Linked DNA regions of Macaca mulatta: region 2 is linked to region 1. The links are chromatin contacts, called in public Hi-C maps. All regions are on one chromosome and are shown on one strand. Each heading gives the region's core, a stretch centred on a gene start, on an enhancer-like site or on the middle of the called end of the contact. The rest is flanking DNA. Distances are from core to core; before and after follow the strand shown. Region 1 holds the start of YBX1 (Y-box binding protein 1). Region 2 holds the start of FOXJ3 (forkhead box J3).

What was found. Hi-C and Micro-C count contacts between places; a contact is called where the count stands out from the background.
Region 2: a Hi-C map of fetal cortex germinal zone shows a contact between it and region 1, with 2.2 times the contacts expected there. The contact joins the promoter of FOXJ3 here to the promoter of YBX1 in region 1. A contact is called at or near these places in 2 of 14 Hi-C or Micro-C datasets (fetal cortex germinal zone and liver).

What each region holds. Positions count from the first base shown.
Region 1 is chr1:198,077,426-198,080,716 of T2T-MMU8v2.0, reverse strand. It overlaps YBX1 (Y-box binding protein 1), which reads left to right and starts at 1,839. Exons shown (of 7, transcript XM_015137151.3): 1 at 1,839-2,143; 2 at 2,815-2,878. The coding sequence starts at 1,978. LOC144334018 (a long non-coding RNA gene) reads right to left here and starts at 1,589. Exons shown (of 5, transcript XR_013403356.1): 1 at 809-1,589.
Region 2 is chr1:198,426,414-198,429,679 of T2T-MMU8v2.0, reverse strand. It overlaps FOXJ3 (forkhead box J3), which reads right to left and starts at 1,719. Exons shown (of 13, transcript NM_001266996.1): 1 at 1,612-1,719. It overlaps LOC144334019 (a long non-coding RNA gene), which reads left to right and starts at 1,897. Exons shown (of 3, transcript XR_013403357.1): 1 at 1,897-2,402. It overlaps LOC144334021 (a long non-coding RNA gene), which reads left to right and starts at 3,204. Exons shown (of 2, transcript XR_013403360.1): 1 at 3,204-3,266.

The sequences.
Region 1 (3,291 bases), core at 590-3,089:
GTTCTCAAAAGAACTTTCTGGCTGTTGTGGTGAGGAATATTAGAGTAAGACAGAGGTAGAGAGGTGTGGTTAGTAGCCAACAGCACTGCTCTATACTAGGGATCAGCCAACTACACTCCGTTTTTCTGTGGCTCATGAGCTAAGAATACGAATCGTTTTTAAAATGTTTAAATAGTTGAAAATATGTAAAGATTCGTGTCATGTAAAAATTAGGGCTGTTTTCAAGCTCCAAACCTGAGTAGTAAGTCAGAACCATATTGTCGGCCAAGCTTGTATTATTATTTGGTTCTCACAGAAAAAGTTCCTACCCCTTGCTCTAAGCAATTGGCGATGATGGCCTACAGTAGTGGCAGTAGGAATGAAGACTCTGAATTGACATTTAGAGAGTTTAGGACTGACTCAAGAAGGCCTTTAGGAGGTGGAACTGACAGGCCTAGACGGCATTGGTAGGGGTAAGGGATACTGCACTAGCCTCCTAACTGCTTTCTCTACTTCCATTCCTTGCCCCTCTGCAACCCATTCTCCACTCCGCAGCCATTTTTAAAAAGATGCCCCTCCCTACTTACGACTCTAAAATTGCTCTTCTCACTCTTCCCCTCAGGATATATTTCCAATTCAATACACCTAAGTGACTCTGCCCACCTCTGCAACCCAATGTCACATTCGAGTCTTACTGAACTACTTGACTGCATTTCCCGAGATCCCACCTCTTCTCGCCTGTACCCTGTGCGCAGAAAGTCAGCCCTCCACCTTCTCCCTGCTTCTACTCCCAAAATACTTCGTGCTTCTGCAGCTCTGGAGTATTTACCGTGTTGGCTGTTTAAATTTCTGCCTCCATCAGAAGGCAGAAACTGACTCGCGAACTATTCCATCCCCAGCCGATAGTAGACGCTTAAAAAAGAACGAAAGAAGGTGGGTGGAGGACTTCAGTAACATCAGGTGGCAGCCTCAATTTTATCGTTTGTGAAACGTGGATAGTAATTCCTCTATCACATGGCTGTTGTACGAATTAAATGAAAAAAAACATAGGACGCTAGCTTGTTCAATAAATGTGAGTTGAATTAAATCTGATTTGTGGCCAGTAGAAAAACACGTTAACACTTGAAAAGGAAGACACATTTTTAAAAATATATGCCTGGTAAAACGGATCAGAAGGCAGGTCCCCATGGAGCACACCCTCGCCCTAAACATGCTGAGCCCGGGCTGCCAGAGCCTGCGTGGTCCCTCCAAGGTGACTGCTCCGACAAAAGCGTACGCTCTTCAAACGCATACGTTTAAGGCAATTCCAGAAACCCTCGGCTGTGCCGCGAGTACACGGCCATTAAAGAAAAGACGACTCTATGCCCGCCGTAATGTTCTCAGATCACAGGGACCGTATTTGGTGCAGGGAGGGAGGGAAGCCTTTTCTTCACGGGGAGCTAAGGCGTCGTCGAGCCCCCTTCCAATCCCGGGTCCGGCCGGGTAATCCCTGCCCAGCGTTCGGGCGTGCCTTTTTTTCAGCCGAGACACAACCCTGAACGTCGGGCCCGCCAGCCCGTCGACTGCCTCGTGGAAGTCACGTTCCCTCTGCCCGTCCTCTCAGGTACTCTATGGTTTTCGTGGCCGACTACTCTAATTCTAGTTCCGGTCTCTATGGCGGCCGGCGGAGGCAGGAACGGTTGTAGGTCGGCTGAATTAGCCGCCAGACAGCCAATGAGAGTGGAGGACTGATAAAATGTTAGTCAATAGAAGCCAGGGACTGAGGTCAGGTGGGCAGATTGACAGTACCACCGGCCAGTGAACAACGCCTAGGGCGGGTCGATCGTAGGGCTTATCCCGCCTGTCCCGCCATTCTCGCTAGTTCGATCGGTAGCGGGAGCGGAGAGCGGACCCCAGAGAGCCCTGAGCAGCCCCACCGCCGCCGCCGGCCTAGTTACCATCACACCCCGGGAGGAGCCGCAGCTGCCGCAGCCGGCCCCAGTCACCATCACCGCAACCATGAGCAGCGAGGCCGAGACCCAGCAGCCGCCCGCCGCCCCCCCCGCCGCCCCCGCCCTCAGCGCCGCCGACACCAAGCCCGGCACTACGGGCAGCGGCGCAGGGAGCGGTGGCCCGGGCGGCCTCACATCGGCGGCGCCTGCCGGCGGGGACAAGAAGGTCATCGGTGAGGACCGGACAGGGACGGGGGTGGGGCCCTCGGGCAGCCTGGCAGCGGAACCGTTAGCCGGGGCTGGGCGAGCCGGCGGGCGCGCGGCCGGTGGGGACCGACTCCGCGGCGCGCGGCCGCCCCTCCCCCCGCCCCCCCACTCGCTCTTGCGGGGGCCCGCCCGGCAGGCGCGCGCACACTGCCTCCCGCGCCCCCTGTGGACCCCGCGCGGCCGCGCGCCCCTCCTCCTGCGGCCGCGCGCCGCCGACCGCGTGTGCGACGGGGTCCCCTCCCCGCCGACTGGCCTCGTGCGCTCGGGCCCGCACGCCGTTGTTCGCGTCTCCCCCACCCAGCTCCCTTCCGCGTGTGCTCGGAGAGCGCGGCGCACCGCCTACGCAGTCCGGAGCGGCTTCCCCTTCCCTCACGTGCTCTCCGTCCGCGGCCTGCGAACACACCCATCCTGGGCCCGCGCCCCGGGCCTGCCCGGGAGCGCCCCGCGCTTCAGACTCACCCACGTGTGCGGCGGCGGCGGCGTGGCCCCGGCGCGGACCCGCACCCAGGCGGTGGAGAGAAAGGGCTGTCAGGTGGCCGCGGCGGGCAGCGTGCGAGGGACCGGATGCCGAAGCGAGACGGGTTTGGAAAAGGATAGCTGGTAATCGTGGCTTGTTTTGCTTTGTTTTCTTTTCCAGCAACGAAGGTTTTGGGAACAGTAAAATGGTTCAATGTAAGGAACGGATATGGTTTCATCAACAGGTGAGCTGCTGGGCTCTGAAGCCTCCATCCTACCTTCTTGCTTGCTTCTTGCTGTGCCAATCCACAGTCCTCTTCTGAAAGGCGTTTACTACCTCTGGTGTATTAATGTGATTTTTTGTCTGTTTGTTTTCCTTGACGACTGGAGGGATTTGGGTTTAGAGAATGCCTTTGTTTTGCAGCTAAATATTAATTTGAAGCTAACTTCAAGGGCTTCGTCACAGCACAAAGCAATTTAAAAGGCAAGCGGAGTGAATGAGCCATTCCTTAACAGGGTAAACGGGAAAGTACGGTCCAGTAGATTTTTATTCTTGTCATCCTTTTCTACTTTATTGAACTCGGTATTTGAGAATGTGATCCACTGACATCGGATATTTACGCCTTGTTAACATTTTGGGGGTAAGAGGATTTGACGT
Region 2 (3,266 bases), core at 470-2,969, 350 kb before region 1:
CAGCTTCGTCCTCAGCAGCACAAAATCAAGAAGATTCACCTCAATTCTGAGACACAAAAGCAAAAAGAGAAATCCTCCTATTTAAGAAACTAAAACATTTAATCACATCTATATAATATATGTCACTCCGAAAAAGAGAGAGGAGTTACTGCTTTTCTATAAATATTTGCTAGGGACCAGGGGGAATAGGTTTCTCTCACTGTTACTGCGGGAACAATCTGTGGTCTCAAAAGAGCCAAACAGAAGATGAAAACCCTAATCTGGAAGAGACCTTAAGAAAAAAACTACTCAAAACATGTTTCAAACCAGTTTCAAAAAAGAGAGTGCAATGGGTACTCAACAGAGTAAGGGGAAAAGTGAAGTAAAAGAGCTTGTACAAAATAAGTGACTAGGTGAAACTAGTGCTGCCTTGTGAGAAAAAGAGCTATGCATATAACGCTCCTATGACATCACGCTTTTTCACTGGGAAACAAAACTGAGGAAAACAAACACAAATAAATCTCAGAAAAAGACCAAAAAGGTGCCCACCAATCTCTAACTCCTTCAGGAATTAGAGTGAATGGCTCTAACTCACTCAGGAATCCAACTAGGGACAACACAAACGTGGAATGCACCAACACGGAATAGTAAAACCTTCGCTCACCAGACACACAAAAGGTAAAATCAAGAAATGAAAACTATATACCTGAATTCATCCGTAGCAAGCGCTTATTCTCTATGATTAACCAACAGAGGAAAGAATAAGAGCAGCTAATGGAAGAGGAGAAAAGATGTTAATGAAACTAAGCCCTGTTATGTCCCCTACTGGCCTCAATTTCAGAGTACAACTCTTGATTCTTCATCTAACCAACAGTCGGCCTCGGCAAAGCAAACTGATCCTAACACCTTCCATGCCACCGGGAGGAAATCACAGAGGAAAAACCATCCCGTTAACCTCCCTCCTCACCAGCTGCAAAAATGGAGCTGGGAGGGGGGGCGGGAGACACTCTACCACGTGGGCAGGATGCAACACACACAGGACAGCAACACGTCCGCATGGAACGTCTGCCTTTGCCCTAATCCCAGCAAAGGACACAGACACAGGATGGGCGGGAACGCAGGCACCCTCGCAAAGGCCTCCTCACCCCAAAGGGCCACCCCGAGGCGTGAGTTACAGCCCGCCCGGCCGGCAGAAAAGCGCCCCCAAGCTTGAAGGGAAGAAGCCGCAGACTGCCGGGGCCGGGGGCTAGCCCCGGCCAGGGGACAGGTCATGGATGGAAGGAGACGGTAGCTGCCCTCGGACTAGGCGCCCCCGGGATCCACGGCTGGTTCCCCGGGGCCCCGCCTGGGGGAGGGGCGGGAAACGCGGAGCCGCTGCTTCCCGGCTGAGGGGCAGCAGCAGCTGAAGAGAAGCGCCGCGGGGGAGGGAGGGACCCAGCCCTCAGCGCCCGCCGGGCCCCAGCCCGGACCCAGGCCCCCTGCCCCGCCCGCCGCCCACCCCACAGCGCGGCTGCGACTAGAAGAGAGAGGGCGTCTCGCGGAGGGCAGCCCCTGCCTCCGATCTGGGAGATGCCCCAGCCCCGCCTCCTCGCCCGCCGCCCAGGCCCGGCCGCCCCGGCGGCGGGCACTTACCTCAGGCTGCGCAGGCCGGGACGGCCCGGCCGAGCCCCCGGCCGCTGCGTGCGTCTCCGCCCCCCGGGAAAGGTCCCAACGGTGCCTAGTGCGAGCGGCCGAGGCCCCGAGCAGCGCCGAGAGCGGCGGCGGCAGCAGGAGCAGCCAACATCCGGGGCCGCGCACCCGGAACTACTTCCCGACCCACATCCCCCTCCCGCCCTCGCGCCACCTCCTCCTGCGACGTCGCAGCACCGCCTGCCCGGCGTCGGCGGCGTCAAGTCCCTGCGCGTCCTCGGCCGCTTCGACGCACGCGGGATCCCTCCGCTGGGACAAGTAGTGCCCTGAGACTGCCGGGGCCTCGGCTCCGCGGGTGTCATCTGGCGGCCTGCAGTTCCAAGCGACTTGGGGTCCTTGTGCCTTGGAGTGGCGTCTGGGGAGCAAGGGCAGCGGAAGCAACCCCGCAGTTGAGGACAGTAGGTATCGGTGGCTTTGGACCCTGCCCGCGGAGACCTGGGGCCCCATGCCCCGAAGAAATGGTGCCACCTGTCCTCCCCCGCCCCCCCACCTCCGCCACCTCACCGAAGCGCCCGGCACCTTAGCCTCCTCTCCAGGAAACCGGACCCCTTTTCTGGCACACCGTGGATTCCGGGACCCCCAACAAAGGCTCCTTGGACCTTCAGGACACCCCTCCTTTCAGAACTTCTTGAGCCCCAGGTGCTAGACTCGTGTCTGCGGAGGCCTTTCCCGTGCCTGGTCTTACTTTCTTTCTTAAAGGAGTTGGAACTCTAAAGGCCCTTCTGACTCTCAAGGTAGCTACCCAGGTTATGGTCCTACTATCAGTAGGTGGAGCGTTTAGAAGGGTAGTTTGGTCGACTAGTGAACTTTGGAATTTACTTCTACGTCAGTCTTCACTGATTTTTTCTCTAAACTATTAGCACTGATAGACTGCCCTATAATTTCACACTTAATTACATTCCAGTGTAGTATTTGCTGTTGCTTCATTCGCGTTAGTCATATATTCCCCTGCAGCACCAAACACGCTTTTGAACTCACATTGGGTGGCTCAATATTTGGAGACTTAGATATTTGTTAGATGAATACTGGGCTGATTGGATGAGAGGAAAAGGAGAGGCATGAGTGAATTGGCCCTGGGTACTTTTTGACATAGCCTCAAAGGGTTCAGATAAACTCCAGCAGATCTGAGCACACAATTCCTTCAGTAAATATTGAACACTTGCCATTTGGTCAAGCATTTCTAGGCACTAGAGATTCAAAGTACTCACACATTCCTTTTGTTTATAAGACTAGCAAGATTCTGAAGGTTCATGTACTCATTTACTCAACAAATATTTGCCAATCACTACTAAGGTTACCAGACACCATTTTAGTGCTTGGGATGTATCAGTAAACAGAAGAGAGAGAGAAAACAAGTACCCTTCCCTCTTGGAGCTTTCATTCTAATATAGGGAGAAAGATGATAAACGTAAGAAAATTATGTAATATGTTAGAAGGCATTGGGTGCTATGGGGAAAAAAAAAAATACACCAGGATAAGGGGTATGAAGAAAACTGGAGGAAGGGGGTGTGCAATTTTTTTTTTCTTTTTTTCAGAGGGAATCCTGCTCCCTCGCCCAGTCTGGAGGGCAGTGGCACGATCTCGGCTCACTGCAAACC